Regions from separate parts of the Mus musculus genome. Here region 1 is linked to region 2. A link is a contact called in public Micro-C data. All regions are on one chromosome and are shown on one strand. The core of a region is the stretch at or near the end of the contact, and the rest is flanking DNA. Distances in the headings are between cores, read along the strand shown.

Evidence for each region. A called contact is a pair of places that touch in the nucleus more often than the background predicts.
Region 1: a Micro-C map of muscle stem cells shows a contact between it and region 2, with 5 times the contacts expected there. The contact joins two enhancer-like sites. A contact is called at or near these places in 1 of 39 promoter capture datasets (embryonic stem cells), 1 of 484 Hi-C or Micro-C datasets (muscle stem cells) and 3 of 9 other capture datasets (adipose tissue, liver and pancreatic islet).

Annotation. Positions count from the first base shown.
Region 1 is chr8:120,151,120-120,156,566 of GRCm38.p6, forward strand. 6430548M08Rik (RIKEN cDNA 6430548M08 gene) reads left to right here. Exons shown (of 13, transcript NM_172286.4): 5 at 192-262; 6 at 1,320-1,515; 7 at 2,312-2,352; 8 at 2,803-2,881; 9 at 5,178-5,255. Among named protein-coding and RNA genes, the nearest start is that of Cibar2, 24 kb to the right of the region's middle. Within about 2 kb of position 1,687, at least 54 of the 459 cell types and tissues checked have an H3K27ac peak or open chromatin away from gene starts, as enhancers often do. A contact at or near this core is called in muscle stem cells, where this site is marked.
Region 2 is chr8:120,042,118-120,047,776 of GRCm38.p6, forward strand. All of the region lies in intron 14 of Crispld2 (cysteine-rich secretory protein LCCL domain containing 2), which reads left to right. Among named protein-coding and RNA genes, the nearest start is that of Crispld2, 53 kb to the left of the region's middle. Within about 2 kb of position 4,369, at least 105 of the 459 cell types and tissues checked have an H3K27ac peak or open chromatin away from gene starts, as enhancers often do. A contact at or near this core is called in muscle stem cells, where this site is marked.

The DNA of each region.
Region 1 (5,447 bases), core at 437-2,936, 110 kb after region 2:
GTGTGTGGCAGCATTTGGTACTGAGGCTTCCCAAGCGTTTGGTCCTGCTTCGGTAACCTGCAGGGGTGCCGGGCCCGTGGCAGCACATCAGCACCACATGCCTTTAATCCCAGCACATGGGAAGCAGGGGCAGTGAATCTCTGGGAGTTGGGCAGTGGGGCTCTAGCCAGCCAATCTTGTTCACATCCCAGATGCCACCAGATGGACGACTTCGGGCCTGCCAAGAACCTCATGACCATGTGCTTCACTTACTACCATCTGGGTGAGTACGACTGACCAGAGCAGCCACCCTGGGAAAGGAGCTGGGAGCCGGGAACACAGCAGGAGGGAAGCTTCCTTTATTAACAGCAGGTGCTGTGTGGCTTCCAGAGAGAAGGAGCTGATATTGGGAGGAGGACAGCAGGCATGAGACTCCCGGTGTGGGAGGAAATGTGGGATGCACTTGGGGTCAGGGCATGGCTGTCCACACTGCAAAGGAAATGACAGGAGGCAGGAATGCTACATGTGGGGACTCAGCTTTCTGCTCCAGCAAAGCACAATTCAGAGCAGGCTATCCTGGGAAGAGTCCGGGGTAGCTGGGGATAACTGAGCAAAGGTACAGAGCCTAGGGGTCTCTTTTGGCTCATGGTGTTGAAAGGACCAGTGTGCAGGAGTTATAGGGTGTCTTGTGCTGAGCCCTGCAGCCAGCCAAAAGAGACCAGTTCAACTCTTCAGGGAGGGTGCTGGACCCTCCCTATGGAGGCCTGGGCATGGGTAATCGAGTAGTCCCTAACAGCCCGCTTCTGCACGTGCTCCAGGTCTCCTGCTCCCAGCATCCCCAAATGGCCCAATTGCTATAGATCATGGCAGGCTGTTTGCTTGACTGGCTACCATCAAATCAAATAGAAAGCTTTATCCTATTCGCCCAGTCGGAGTCCATCGGCGTTTCCTTTGTGGTGTTACTTCCACTCACTGCCCTAAGGAAGGAATTCTGGTCTCTCAGACCTGCTGTGTGGCTCTCAGTGTAGATTTCTCTTCTTCCCAGATGCCAGCTCCTTCTGGCTACCTCTGCCCTCCCACCTGGCTCTTGCCCACTTCTCTGTGTAGTCTGTGCTTACTGAACACTCCGGAGAGGCCCGGCCTTCCCTTCTGGGGGAGCTTGCTAAGCCAGCTGCTTCTGACCACCTACCCTGTTGAGGAGACTGAGGGCAGCACCTCCTGTCCTGCAGTCCCTGGGAAGCACCTTCAGGCGCTCTCTCTCTCTCTCTCTCTCTCTCTCTCTCTCTCTCTCTCATCTGAGCTGCAGACTGCTTCTTACTCCATTTCTCCCCACTTTCAAGGCAAGCCCCAGCTGCCCCCGACAGAGCCCAGGGAGAAGCCAGCAGGCAGTATTGACTCCTACCTGAAGTCAGCCAACAGCTGGCTGGCAGAGAAGAAGGACATTGCCGAGCGGCTGCTGAAGAACACAGAGAACATGAAAGGCTTTTTCGGGGGGCTGGAGACCAAGCTGAAAGGACCGCTGGTCAGGAAAAATGAGTGAGTGTGCCCCAGCCTGAGCTTACTATATGGGAGGAGCGTGTGGCTTACCTAGTCCTGGCCCTGCAGCTGTTCTTGAGTCACACAGCTGCCAGCCCAGCACGACTCTGCACCCCAGAGCTTCCACATGCTGTCCACTCATTGACAGGCGGGGTCCAGGAACCATGTTTCCTGGGCTGCCAGGAGCCTGTGGCTTTGTTGTTTGGCAACAGGAAGTTGAACACTCTGTCCCTCCTTCCTCCTGCCACTGCCGGGAGAGTTAATGTGAGCAAAGCCAGGAAAGCCCTGGGCGCAATGTCTCCGGGAGAGGCTGCTCTTGCAACAGATGATGGTTGTTGTTTTGTGTGAGACAAGGTCTCTATGTGGCTCGGGCTGTCCTAGAGTTTTCTCTGTAGACCAGCCTGGCCTTGAGCCTCCGAGTGCTGGGATTAAAGTCATGAGCCACTAGACCGGGCCCCAGAGAGCTCTTAAGATGGGTGCATTGGTCACAGGGGGGCTGAAGCTGAGACATCTTAAGGAGAGGGCACAACAGTACAAGGACAACCATCCAGGGACCTGCACCGCTTAAGGCTTGGCTATAGCCAGGGTATGCCACCTGTCCCTCCATGTCCACACAGTAGGCCCACAGAAAATGGTACCAGGCAATCTCAGCACCACAGGCCTCAGTCCCCAGCCTGCCAATTGCCACTGTGTCACTGACCCCCAGCTTCTCCTCAGAGGAGTTGCACAGAGAATGGGGCAGCATCTGCATGTGAGGGCCTGGGCTCCTTCTTACTGCTGTGGTCTCTCCCTCCAGGGAAGATGAGAACAAACCTAAGGACAGACAGACGAAGACTGGTAAGAACACAGCTCTCTGGGCTGCCTAGGGGGTGGGGCCTGTAGCAAGGGGGAACCTGGGGCTGATGCCTGGGATTAAGGAGTGCCCAAAGGAAGGCAGAGTCTACCTCTCGGGCCTCTTAACCAAGACGCACCATCCAGGCCTCAAACTGGCTCACCATTAGCCAGCAACAAGAGCAAGCAAGTAGCAAAAGAAAGGGCTTTGCTGCCTTTCTAAGCAGACTAAGGAAATACGAAATCCCTAACCGCAGGGGAGTTCAACCAGAGGGAGGGTGCCACTTCAGGGTTCACATAGGGAAAAAGCCCTAATCTAAGGCTGCAGAAAGCTTCGTGGAGTTTGGACAGTGTAACGTGATGACTTTGTGGAGAAGCAGAGCGAGCTGAGGGTCTGTAGGATCTGCCCGTGGGGAGCCCAGCCCAGGCCGCCCTCAGATCTCCTTATTCCTGCAGTGACCATGATCAGCCCTGAGGATGAGCAGAAGGGGGAGAAGGTTTACCTGTACACGCACCTGAGGCAGCAGCCCATCTGGTAAGGCCCATGGACACTCTGCCCATCCCACCCGGCGCAGCGGCTGCCCAGTCCCTCAGCTGCCCGTGTCTCCAGCAAGGACGGTGGCCGTCCTCACCTCCAGGGTAGCCACGGCAAGATGATAGATGCCAGCAAGTGTTCGTAGGGATGTGAAGACATCTGACTCTCCATGGGGACCATTGTGGAAATGCCTGGCAGCTCCCCAGGGGCTAACCGAGTGGCCGTGTGAGCAGCCGTTCCATTGTGGGTCCATGCACGTAGCACACGGAAGTCAGAATGGAGCTCGTAACACACTGGTCAGAACAGGCCCAAACCGACAAGGCCAGTGGGCTCTAGCATAAGCATGATGTGGTCTGTCCATGTTGTGAACTGTGGAGCAAGCCTGCATACAGATCACTGCACAGTGGCAAGAGCAGGCAGCCACAGAGGAGCCCGAGTCATCCGATCCTGTTTGTGCTGCAGCTGAGAAGCAGCAGTGGTGACCCACTGGTTCCTTATGGGGCCGCGGAACTGCTCTGGGCTTGACCGTGGGGGGAGCTGCACAACCGAATGCACTTAAGAATCACTGAATCGCAATCCGTGGTTATTTCTTCATTCAACTTTCTAAATTATTATTATCAGTGCATTGAATGTTTTGCCTGAGCACCATATGTGGGCCTGGTGCCCTTGGAGGCCAGACATGAGCACTGGATCCCCTAGAACTGGAGTTACGTTACAGATGGTTGTGGGCTGCCATATGGATACTGGGAATCACCAGTCAGGTCTTCTGAAAGAGTAGCAAGTGCTCTTAGCTACTAAGACGTCTCTCTAGACTCCTACACACCTTATTTAATTCTGTTGGGCCAGGGCTGTCTGCAGTGCCATGTTTATATATATAGATTGTGTCTTAATGTTTCTGTGCATGTACACACACAAACACACACACACAAACACACACACACACAAACACACACACACACACACACACACACACACACACACACACACACACAGTAAGAACCAGCTCTCTGGTATGGTGAATTTAAGATGCAGGGAGCTGCAGGAGTGAGGTCTACTGCAAGGGTCTGCCAGGTACCATCAGGAAAGAATTCAAGTTGTTACTACACTTTCGAGTCAGTTCTTCAGAATGGGTTGTGAAGCAGGGCTGCCCTGTGCACCTGGCTTTTCCTTTGCCATCTTGAGGTGCAGCCAGGGAGCTTTTCCAGAACAAGTACGAGTCTGTTTAGACCCTCTCGACATAAATCTTTTTTTTTTTTTTTTTTAAAGATTTATTTATTATTATATGTAAGTACACTGTAACTGTCCTCAGACACACCAGAAGAGGGAGTCAGATCTCGTTACGGATGGTTGTGAGCCACCATGTGGTTGCTGGGATTTGAACTCTGGACCTTCGGAAGAGCAGTCGGGTGCTCTTACCCACTGAGCCATCTCACCAGCCCCTCGACGTAAATCTTAAGTCAAATAAATATCTTTATAAATTATTGTGCTAACATCAGCAGGTAGTAGCACAAAACAGACCAAGACAGCAGCAGTTAGGAGCCCTGGCTGCCTCCCATGTCACATTCACTCACCAGTGAGGAGCAACTCTAGCTTGGAACAGAACACCCCCTACCTCAACATCATCACAGCCCCTCCTTCAAAGGTCACGGTCCAGTAGGGATGTGTGGCTGAGAAATGTCATGGGCACCCTCAGGGCAGAGGGCTAGGTGGAGGCTGGCAGAGGTCAGCACAGGGAGGCTGGCCCTGAGTCAACTGGAGAAGCTGTGCAGCAGAGAAGGGAGGGGCTCACGGGGTCTGTGTCACCTCAGTTGGTGTAATAAAGGGCCAGATACCACGCTTGTGGCCACTGTTCTCCCACATGCTATGCAGTGGAATCAAAACTGCCATGTGGAACCTTCACGGTCAGATGTAGGAGGTCATAGGAGACCCCTGATCTTCTGCAGGGAGACCTGTTACTGACTCCATGTTCCTGTGGCTGTGTTCCTATGACGGCCATGGTGTGTGGCTGCTGGCTTCCTATGTTGCTGAGCAGATCCTGCAGGAGTCTAGTCGTCCACTATTCTCAGAACCCACACTGGCTTCCACTCTGCCCCTCAGTCCACCTGCCTGAGCAACTGAGCCGGGTGGTCTATTCAGTCTCCCCACGGGCCTTTTCAACTCTTCCATCCCCTGCCAGGTCCCCAGGGCAACACTTTATTCATGTCTCAGGCTTCCCAGACTCTCATGAGAAGCCGTTGCTTTTGGTGTGGAGGGGAGAGAGGGCCTGGGTAGATCTTTACCGTGTCTCACCCTGCAGGCACACGCTGAGGTTCTGGAATGCTGCCTTTTTTGATGCTGTCCATTGTGAGAGGCGGAAGCGATCCCCCACCACCAGGTAGGAGCCAAGAGTGTCCCCTCCAACTTTGGGGGAGAGGACCAAGTCTTGGCTCAGTCTCCCAAGTAGTCCTTGGGAGCCAGCAAAATGGCTGCTGTTGATGGTTTCTTCCACCCATGTGTCCCAGAGCCCTGCAAGCTGCCTGAGGGCTCAGCGCTCACAGCTTTGGGGGAGGGGTGCTCAGCTTGCATG
Region 2 (5,659 bases), core at 3,119-5,618:
CAGGTCACTTTTGTCAAAGTATAAGAAGCTTGGGCCCTTCTTGGCCACAAGGCTCCAGCAGACATATTTGGGCATGGCAGACATGTTTGTCTTCCTCCAGCATCCTTGATGCTTGAAGTGACGTGACTGGGAGGTCTTGGTAGCCTGTCCCAGTGAGTTGCAGGAACTGGTTTCAGATCCAGTAACTGCTGAGACCCTAGAGGGGTTAGAGGTGGTCCCAATGGTCATTAAGTTATAGGACATTCTGTGGCCAGTGTTTTCCAAATAGCACTTTATTTCTAATTAAAATAATTTTTATTTATCTTTACATTGTGTGTGTGTGTGTGTGTGTGTGTGTGTGTGTGTGTGTGTGTGTGTGTACTCATGTTCCACAGCAACATGTAAAGGTCAGAGGGCAACTTGCAGGAGTCGGTTCTCTCCTCCACATGTGGGTCCCGGGGATGGAACTCAGATGGTTAGGCTTGGCAGCAAGCCCCTTTATCTGATGAGCCATCCCACTGGCCCCCGTTATTTTCATTTTGTTCATTTGAGATAAGGTCGCATGTAAACCAAGATGGCCTCTGACTCACTGTGGAGCTGAGGATGTCCTTGAACTTCTAATCTTCCCGCCCCGACTTCCCAAGTTCTAAGGTTATTAGGCCCATGGTACCACTCCTTGCTTGGCAAACAGCATTTTAAGTCCTGAGTGGTAGGGGGTGCTACCCATGCTAGCTGATGTGACAGCTTTGATTTCACAATGGTCTTCTTGGGGAAGGAGGTTTCCTGGAAGTTGTGAAAGGTGGGTGTGGGGCGTGAGTCTCCAGGACAGCCTGTTCTCTCCCAGTCTTGTGGCTTACATGGGCTGGGCAGCATCCTCACAGAGAGCAGGCACCAGCATAGATGTCTGCCAGGCTCAGGCTCTTCCTAAAGCAGGGCAACGGGGCATTCCCAGTCACCTGCCCTGCACAGTAAAGTATCGGCAGGGGGTGTGTTCAGACAGGCTTTTGCCTGGCTGTGGAATTGTTTAGTCAACAGTATGAGCAACTCTGACCTGGGCTGAGGAAGGGCATGGGTAACAGAGATAATCTCTACCCTAAGGGTCAACAGACACACCGGGAGCGCTACAGGCCCCAGCAGCTCCAGTAGCCTCTGTAAAAAGTGTGGAGGTGTTTGCTGCATTTGACTTTAAGCCCAGGGCTTCAGATGTCTCTCAGGAGCGAGTGCTTGGGCAAACCTGGATTATCAAAAGTGCAAAATGAGGCTCAGAGAAAGAAAGGGAGACAAATGGGGTCTGCTTGGGGGTCGTTTTGGTTTGGTTTGGTTTTGGGTTTATTTTCCTTTTCGTTTTCCCTGAGGCAGGAGCTCATTATTGCATCTTAAAAAGCTCAGGCTAGCCCAGAGCTTGTGATCCCCCTGCCTCAGGCTCTCAAGTGCAGACTCTGACAGTCTTTGTCAGTACTGGGGTGAGACTTGGTCCAGCACATACACATCTGTCTAGGGGGAGAGCTGCATGTGTGCATAGGGACAATAACAGCACAATCCCCCATCCTCTCTTCTCCCTCCCTCCCTCCCTCCCTCCCTCCCTCCTTCCCTTCCTCGTTCCCTTCCTACTCTGACTTGAACCCAGGGTCTCACCACTCTAGACCAGCACTCTCATTCCGGATCCACATCTCCAACCCCTCTTTTTTACATTGTAATTTTGGGACCATTTCTTCCTTAGTATCACGGGCTGAACCTGAATACACTTTGTAGCCCAGATAGGGCTTGGACCAAGGATCCTCCAACCTCAGCCTCCCGAGTAGCTGGGAAGAGAGGCCTGCACAGCAGACCCAACTTCAGCATCTCTTAGCAATTAGAAGGCAACCCTTTCCTTTCCAAGGCCAGAGTCAGGGACCTCTGTGTCCCAGGACTCCATGACTCCGGCTGCCAACCCATGGAGGCACAGGTTGTGCTGCACCAGAAGTAGCTGTCCTATTGCTCACTCCAGGCAGTGCTAGAAGGTTCCAAATGGCAAGAGCTCTTCCTCCCAGATGCTAGCACTGCTGGGCTGCCCTGCCTGCCCTGTAGAGGTCTGGTTCCAAGGCTCTCTGCAGAGACCCAGGCCAGCTATGCTCTGGCCTTCAAGAAGGCATCCCTGCCTCTCTCCTCTTTTGTCCTTCGTAGGATTCAAGAGGCTTTAAAAAGAGGTAGTAAAAACAATGTGTGTGTGTGTCCTTGGAATATGTGTGTGTTCATGGAGTGTATGTGTATCTATGGAGTGTATGTATGTATGTATGTATGTATGTATGTATATCACAGAATTTGTTTGTCCATGGAACATGTTTGTATGTGTACCATGGAGTGTATGTGTGCCACAGTGTGTGTGTGTGTGTGTGTGTGTGTGTGTGTGTGTGTGTGTGTGTACCACAGTGTGTATGTCCATGCAGTGTGTATACCATAGAGTGTGTGTGTGTCCTTGGAGTTGTGTATGTGTGTGTACTGTGGTATGTGTGTGTGTGTCTTGTCAGAGGACAGATGTAGGGAGTCAGTTCTTTCCTTCCACCTTCTTGAGACAGGATCTGCTGAGCAGAGTACTCCAGACTAGCTGGTCATGAGAATTCCTGTCTCTTCCATCTAGCTGTGGGGATCCGGGAATACAGATGACTTCCAGCACATTGGCCTCTTACTTAAGTTCCAGGGATCAACCCCAGCTTCTCAGGCTGTGCAGCTAGCTCTCCCACCTGCTGAGCCACCTCCCGGGCCCTGATAGTAATAATATATATATTTATGTTTTAGACAGGGTCTCACTGTAATAGCTTTGGCTGACCTAGAACTCCCTGCACAGACCAAGCTGGCCTCATAATCAGAAATCTGCCTGCCTCTGCTTCCTAGGAGCTAAGATTAAAAGGGTACACCACCATGCCCAGTCCGCGCTTGTTTTTGAGAGGGGACTGCACTGGTGGCAGGGACGGGCACTATAGATGTTTCACCATACTGCCTGGGTTAGTGGCTCACGGTACTCTCCAGCACATGCTGATTGCTTACCGTGATGGCGTCATATCCGGCTGCTTCCTTCCCCATCCATTTTTCTGAACTAATCAGATGAGGAACATCTTGGTGCAATCCCACACACTCCTAGGAGGTCCCTCAGGTAACTTCCTTTTAGTGAATGGCCCCAGCTATACCATGCCCACTTCAAGTCTGCACCCGTCTCCTACAGTCCTTCCTGCCAATGGATTCCTGCTGTGCTGGGAACAAAAGCCACTTGCCAGTGCCTAGACACACGTCTCCTCCACACAGTGTCCTCCCCTGGCACAGCCCCACCACGCTTACACCTCATGGTCTTTCCTTATTTTGGAACATGTGGAGGCCATTTCTGCCCCAGGGCCTTTGCACTTCCTGGCTTCTGACTCCGAGCCTTCTCAACTCCCTGTGTGCCTGTGGCTGATCTTTTCTGCCGTTTAAATCTGAAGGCAAGTGATGCCCCCTGGCAGGCACCCTTCTCCCTCCTGACACTGTCCCCCTCCAGATTCAGCCTGTCAGCTTCTTTCCCACATCATTACTTTGTCATTTCCTTGCACGTGTCTGTCTGGTGTAAGCTCCTTGAAGGCCAGAATCCATCTGTTTTGCGACCATCCCCCACAACATGCTGAAACCGGAGCCTATCTTGTAATTGGTCTGTAGTGAACAGTAGTTGAATGACAGACAAGCTGTTGAGTCCAGCAAGTCATTTAGAACTGTCTGGGAGTCTTCAGATAGCTTTTAAAAAGTCAAATTCTTTTTAAATTTTTTTTAAAGATTATATGTTATAAGGATGAAGAGAGGCCTGTCCTGGAGGCTTGCTTGCCACGCAGCCTAGCCAAAGGGCTAACTCTAGCTAACCCTGTCTCAAAAGTAAAGTGGAGAGCAATTGAGAGAGATACCTGATGCCAGCTGTGGTTCATCCTCACCCCCGACTCCCTTATAATCTCCTAAAACAGCCTCAGAGTGCTTCAGCTATGCCTTCTCCAGACATTTGTGGGGGTCTCGAGCTCACCATAAAGAGCGTCTGAGGGGTTGGGTTTGTGAAAGGCAGGGCTAGGGAGAGCTTACTTTATGATTTCCATACCCTACACACCTTCCTCAGACACACACAGTGTGCGCCTGACCTGCTAAACTTAAGTGTTGTGGCTTCAGGAAGAGAGCAGAGGCACCATCATTCACATGGGGACCCCGTTGCTGGGCTCCCTGCTATCAGGGGTGCAGACACTACCCTGAAGTGCTCCGTAGTACCAGGCAAGATGTTGGGTGCTCCAGCCAGAATCCTCCAGCCTGGTTGGCAGCCTTAGGCCTCTCTTGTCACGGTTGCGTGTGCCAGCACCCAGCCTCCTGCCAGAAAGCTTTCCAGTTCTCTTCCCCCACGTGGCTTGCTCACATGTGGGGCAGGCAGGGAACACGTGGCCCTGGGTGGTTCTCCTGGCTACTCAGTGGACAGAGCCCTGGGAGCTGTTCAGCCTGAAACCCAAGGGGCGGAAAGCACTTTCGAGAAACCAGCTGCTGGGTGAGCCTGGCCCTGGGCAGCTGCCCCCCACCCCCCATCTCTCTGCTTGGTCTTGGCAGCCCCTGAGAATAGCCCACCATGTCCTGGTCTCACGCCTCTGCCCTGCACCATGTCTCTGCGCATGCTTATCTGATACGTTTTTCCAGGGTTCAGCCCTGGGGTAGCCAAGAGCATGGGGCTGCCACAGGGAAGGCAGAAAAACAAGCAGGAATTCCAAGCAGCTGTTCCCACAGGACTGTAGTGCTCTGGGCCGCCCAGGGCCTGGCCAGCTGTCAGGCCTAGGAGTTTGGTCCAATCTGGGTTCTCTCGTTCCCGGTGGAGACCCTGCAGGAAACAGCATTGATACATTGTGGCCAGGCTGTTCAGGCATCTTCATAAGATGCTGTAACTAAGGACACACTTCCCCACTGAGCCTAGGACCTCGCAGGTTAACAGGCCACCCTGCACGCCTCCTGCAGGAGGTACCAATTAGTGCGATGTTTACAAGAAACATTTTGGCTGCTGTCGAGCTCTCAGATGCACCCAGGCCTTTAATTTATTGTTGTTATCATGATTATTTTTGTGGGATGCTGAGGGTGGAAACTGGAGCCTTGTGCTAAGCCAGTAACTATATTGCCATATCCCCGGGACCATTCTTTACCCCTTGAAAACATAATCTTGCTGTGTAGCCCATGCTAGCCTAGAATTCACGGTCCTTATACCTCAGCCTCCCAAATGTGCCACCAGTTTCGGCTCATTCCTGGACTCTGATCCCACAATACCAACCTCGGTGGCTGCAGGTCTCACAAGTGGGTGCGCAAAGCTTCTAGACAGCGGTGGTCTTGTCTGCCAATGAAATGACTAGAAAGAACTCCGTCTCCATCTCCAGAATCCCAGATAAATATAACATAAGCCTAGCAGGGTTCTCTGCAGCTGAGAAAACAGAATAAGAACATTCTAGGACACAGGGGGCTGAGGTAGGAGGAGCGCCACAGACAGGGTTAAGGCCAACCTGGGTTACACAGCCAGACCCCAGCTCCGAAAACAAATAAACAAAAGTAAAACTCCAAGTTTTGTTATAAAGGGAAGAAAGCGAGAGTCGGATCAATATGTGTGTGTGTGTGTGTGTGTGTGTGTCTTAGTGTGTGTGAGAGAATATGTGTGTGTTTGTATGTGACATAC